Linked DNA regions of Mus musculus: region 2 is linked to region 1. Evidence: chromatin contacts called from public Hi-C data. All regions are on one chromosome and are shown on one strand. Each heading gives the region's core, a stretch centred on a gene start, on an enhancer-like site or on the middle of the called end of the contact. The rest is flanking DNA. Distances are from core to core; before and after follow the strand shown. Region 1 holds the start of Hspa13 (heat shock protein 70 family, member 13). Region 2 has its middle 38 kb from the start of Gm30790.

The links. Hi-C and Micro-C count contacts between places; a contact is called where the count stands out from the background.
Region 2: a Hi-C map of muscle stem cells shows a contact between it and region 1, with 4 times the contacts expected there. The contact joins the enhancer-like site here to the promoter of Hspa13 in region 1. A contact is called at or near these places in 1 of 39 promoter capture datasets (the 3T3-L1 cell line), 15 of 484 Hi-C or Micro-C datasets (3T3-L1-derived adipocytes, the Ba/F3 cell line, the G1E-ER4 cell line and 10 more), 5 of 115 datasets of contacts at active chromatin or transcription factors (astrocytes, embryonic fibroblasts, embryonic stem cells and 2 more) and 2 of 9 other capture datasets (adipose tissue and embryonic stem cells).

What each region holds. Positions count from the first base shown.
Region 1 is chr16:75,765,511-75,768,182 of GRCm38.p6, forward strand. It overlaps Hspa13 (heat shock protein 70 family, member 13), which reads right to left and starts at 1,308. Exons shown (of 5, transcript NM_030201.3): 1 at 1,225-1,308. The coding sequence starts at 1,249.
Region 2 is chr16:76,815,353-76,818,024 of GRCm38.p6, forward strand. No RefSeq gene overlaps it. Among named protein-coding and RNA genes, the nearest start is that of Gm30790, 38 kb to the left of the region's middle. Within about 2 kb of position 1,344, at least 31 of the 459 cell types and tissues checked have an H3K27ac peak or open chromatin away from gene starts, as enhancers often do. A contact at or near this core is called in muscle stem cells, where this site is marked.

The DNA of each region.
Region 1 (2,672 bases), core at 58-2,557:
TTTGTATAATCCGTTACATGATAATAAAGGAATAAAATGTAAAGATATTTAAATAACCATTATGCTGTTGTTGAATGAAAATATCACAAATGTGAAACTAAAGCTAAATACAATCCAGTTTTCTTGGATTATTGCTATTTAGATTGATAGCTTCATAAACAGTTTTTACCTGTTATTACTAAAATGAAATGCCATTATGAAATTCCCACAGAGACAGCTTTGGTATGTAAGTCTAACCTGTTTGGTTATCGTCTTTACCCATTCAAAAGGATAAAATACGTAAGTTGGATATGTTGATCTGAAAACTGCTTAGGCACTACTGTTACCTCATAGAGTCCAGAAGAGATTTTGCATATATAAGCATTCATTAAGGATATACTTTTCAAAATAGATATTAGGGAAGAAGTATGCAAGTGCTAACCCTGATAGCAACAATATGTAAACTTCCCGAAGGCAAGTTCTAGTCACCATTGAATAGTACGGCCCATGAAGAGCAGAGGCTCAGCAAATATTTAAGGGAAAAGATCATATAGAAACATCAGGCATATTGTACACAAAAGCGAATAAGAACATCACTTTGAGTTTAGAATTAATATCTGATTTGGTTTCACTAGTCTGCGTAATACACCTGTCCCCACTCAAACCCATAATGTCACTCGGTAGTGCTGTTGGTAATTGCTAGCTCCTTCAAATCAACGCCTGGCACATCATAGCAGACCAAGAACCTATCCACTTGTCTCTTCCCACCTACAGACAAATCTCAAAAGCATCTCAGCGTTTGGCAAGGGAATGTTGATTCCCAATCGGTATGTTCAAAAGAGAATCCATCTAAGAATGCACAGGGACTTGAATCCCTCCCAATTCCGCATCCCGAGTGAAGCCAAGAGTCTTCAATCTCGAGATCCCCTTCTTATTCACAGTGGGTTCTCGCACAGAGAACCGATTTCGGCTACCCATTCAAGACCGAGGTCGTTAGCATTCCTAGGCCCTCGTCTCTCAGACCTGTGGCTGGTGGCACGACCCCAAGAGGCCTCCGGCAAGTCAGACCCCCGACTCCAGACGCCCCGCCCCCACCAGCTCCAAACAGCCTTAGCCCCCTTTTCAGGCTCCCTTCGGCTGCGTGACCTGTGATTCAGAGAGTGAGACAACCAACCCTTGCCCACCCAGACCTCGTCGAACTTCCCCGTCGACTTCCATAGTTGCAGGGACCCCTGAGATACTGACCTAAGATCGTCATCTCTCCGGCCATCAGTCCCGCCGAACAGGCAGAAGGATGACTGTACCGATGGGAGGCACCGCCCCCTAGTCGCCGGCTGTCGCGCAGCCTCCTGGGAAATGTAGTCCGTCGGCTCCGAATTAGCCGGAGGAACTACGATTTCCACCACAGCAATGACTCCATCTACCATGAGGCCGCGGGGCGGATTTTACTCAGGCCAGTGAGGGAAGACTCGGCCTCCCCACGCACGAAGGCCCAACAAACCAGGCTTTGTTGTGGGAGCAGCGTCTGGGAAAGGCCAGAGTTTGTCATTCATCAAACCCAAAACGCTGCGAGCTTACTCGCGGTTAAAAAAAAAAAAAAAAAAAAAAAAAAAAAGTCCCTGTAGCCCCGCCTCACCGCGTTGTATTGTGGGAACTGCAGTTCTGGACTGTCCAGAGCTTGGAAGGCATAAAGAGGATAAAACCAATTAAGATTCCGAGGTGGGTTGCGTTGCCAGGCAGGCGGGGAATTCAAACTTCCGGTTTTTTTGTTTGTTTGTTTTTGTTTTTTGTTTCGTTTTGTTGTTCAGCCTCTTTTTTAAGGTTTATGCGTCTTTGGTCGAAATCAAGATTCTAGATAGACTTCTCCTAAGCCCTCCGAAGTCCCCTTAGCATTCCACAGTGGGGCAGTCCTACCGGAGACCCCACCTCTGGTGTACCTGTTCGTTGCTTTGCAAATATCCTTGCAGTCATTAAATGCAATGCCAGCCCGATGCTGTTGGCAGTAAATTATTTCACGGGCTCGTCAGGAATGAAGTTTGTCCAGGACCGCATGGTTTATCCAAGATATTTTCAAATCTAATATTAACATTCACATATGCTATTACCAACTAATATGGAAAGATACATTCTACTTTTCGTTTTAATTATGTCATAAATGGCCAGAATTGTCTTCCTGGACAGGTCCGTCCTTTCACGTGTTGACTATCCGATCACTTTTCCCCTGGCGCCATAAGACACGTTAGCAAAGCAATTTGAAGAAGACAAGATTTATTTTGGCTCAAAGTTCAATGGTACAGTTCCTCATAGCAAGGAAGTCACGGAGGCAAGACCTTTTAACCAGCTGTCCCCATTGCACCCAGTCAGGAAGCAGAGACAGGAAACGAAGGCATCTCTCTCTCTCTCTCTCTCTCTCTCTCTCTCTCTCTCTAATTCAGCCTTGAACCTGCTGGATGTCGGAATAGCAGTGCTCATAGTTAGGCGAAGTCTTTTCGCCTCAATTAATCAGGTCAGAAACGCCCTCATATACATACCCGGAAGTTTACTTCCATGATGATTCTGAATCCCAGCAAGACGAAAAGATTAACCACAATTATTGAGGGGGAGGATACAGGTGGTTTTTAGTATATAAAACATGATGTTTTCCCCTCACTGTTTAATATTTGATACGACTTAAGGACTCCTGGACGTGACTT
Region 2 (2,672 bases), core at 94-2,593, 1.0 Mb after region 1:
AATGTTGTCATATGCACACACACATATGACATAACTTACATACAGCATCTATGAGTTCAATGTTATTTCTATTTTTAAGCATTTAGAAAGCAGAGGCTATTGTTCACAAGAGAAAAATTAACCAAAACAGTGTTGATACAAGTGACAGAAACGACTAGGAAGACATTCTTCCAAAACCCAGTTTTAAAGACAGATAAAAATTTTCAGCCTACTCAACTTGAGATTCTATGAGCTCCAAAATCTTTTGGTGTCTGATGCTTATTTGAACAAACAGAAAAGTACAACTCAAAGCAATAAATATATCACATCCTTCAACAGCTTCCTAAAAATACTTTCTTCCCAACACTGCTGTTCTGTTGGGTCCAGATCTTTGGACTTGGTTTTTGTGCATGAAGCTTTGCCAACAGAGAACCACAAACCAAAATTCAGGAATGTTTGTAGTCAGGAAAAAGAAAAGAATATCTAAGTAGGAGAAAATTACAATGTAAGTGTGGGGGAGATTATATATATATATATATACCATATAACTGCATACCCTTTAGCGTAAAGAATAAAAATTTCTCATGACATTTGCTTAATTCCACATTGATTGCAACTTTATGGTAAATTACATCTACTACAGTTTGTTTTGGTTGTGGAGAGGAAATTGCTCCAAACCAAATCTCTTCATCTCAAACAGATCTGCTCACAGATGAGCTGCCCAAATTGAGAGCATAGAGACGCTTCCTTGACTCCGTCCGACTCTTCCCAGTTGGGTAAGAGCTGGACCACACAGGGAAGCAAGAATTCACTGTTCACTGTGACATGGCCTTGGTAATGATCTATGGCCGTGTCTACCCAGACCCCTCACATGACTGAGCCCACAAGACCAGGAGGAATCTTTCACTCCCAGTATGCTTCTCTCATGCCTGACTGAGGTCTTGCTTCCCCACTGTCCTTCCAGCCAAGCTGGCCCTCACTCAACAGAGGCCATCCATTCTGGAAGTCTGACCGAGACGCTGACTGGGCTGGGACACAGACAGAAGCCCGTGCCAACTCTCTCTCTCTCTCTCTCTCTCTCTGTCTCTCTCTCTCTCTCATCCCAACTCCACATCTCTGTGTGTGTGTGCGTGTGTGCGTTCCAAGGTGAACAGACTTGAAGCCAGAGTCTTTCAGAAGCTTGGGGCCACTTAATCCCACAGAGATATTCATTGCTGCCATTCTTGGCCACCCCTCAAACGCACACTCCTGTGGTCGCCTGCCCTCTCACGTCCTCAAACTCACGCTCCTCTAGTTCCTCTGCTATGACTCATCTTCCTACTCCCTCTGGGTTCTTGTGCCAAGCTCCTGCCCTCTGCGCACATTGCTCATTGTGTGCCCTGCCCTTGCCTACTTGGGACACCTGTTGAGAACCCACATGCCCTTTTAGACTCGTCATAGTAATCATCCTCTTCGTTGTGGAGCAGAAAACCAGCTCTTCCTGGTGGCCTGGCTCTTAAATGCACAGTCCTTTCCGTTTTCTTATTTGCTTCACATTGAAATGTAATAAGTGTCAATTCATGCGATAAAGCAGCTGTCCTGCCTCTTCCTCGGAGGAAATAATTCTTTGGTTTGAACAGCCCCCACTACTGGAAGGTCAACATTCTGAAGTCCTACTGTAGTTTGTACCCAGTAGTTTGATCTTTGAAGCCTAGAACAATGAGCCCTAACATACAGAAGGCTCACCTTAAATATATTTTAACTGAATGTGTGTCTTTACCGAGAATAACTTCTTGTACCCAACATTGTGTTTTTCCATATTACCCATAATTTTTGCTATAGTACTATCGAGAACTTTGATTACTGTGTCTGGAGAATTCCCTGTCCAGTCATGGCACTGCGCTGAGCATTCTTGGTCCCATTTCATGGTACAATTTGCGCATTTAGACCAGAACCACTCATCTTCATGGCTCCTTTCACCCAGGACATAAGGTCATTCGTGATGGAGTTGGGACTCACATCTTTTGTATACAGGATAATTACAGGAGGTCACACCACCTTTATGGCCAGCAGCTAGTTTCCATCTCTTCTTAATGGGCTCTTCACAGAGGTTAAAGCATGGTGCTTCCCTGAGTCCTTGCCCACGTTCCCGTTCTCAGTTTACACACTCCTCGTCTTATCTCAAACACTGGACAGTGCCTCCTTCATCTATTTTCCTTCTGCTTTTCTTCCCTTTATAATTTTTTTCTCTAGCTCCTTGCATTACTTTCCACAAAGATACATTGTTAGTTTGTTTTAATCTATGGGTGTGTCTCTGTGTGTGTGTGTGTGTGTGTGTGTGTGTGTGTGTGTGTGTGTGTGTGTGTGTGTGTGTGTTTGAGTTAGGGTATGCACATACGTGTGTGCAGACACACGTGTTTTTGTAAGTTGGTTCTTCTCGATTGCCCTCTCCTGTTCCTTTGATGAAGACATGCTCCTTGGCTGCGGCTACTCTATTCTCATCTAGCCTAGCACTCGTGATCTTCCAGCATCAGCCTGGCTTGGAGCTGTGTTTATGGGTATGTATATGCAAGATTGTTATGTGATTCTCATATCCAAAGTCTGGTCCTCATGACTTCCTACTAAGTTCTCCAAACCTCTGGTCTACCTCCCCAGCGTACTCTATGCTACTCTTTACAAAGTTTTGTGCCCTCGAGTCTTTAAACCTTATTCTT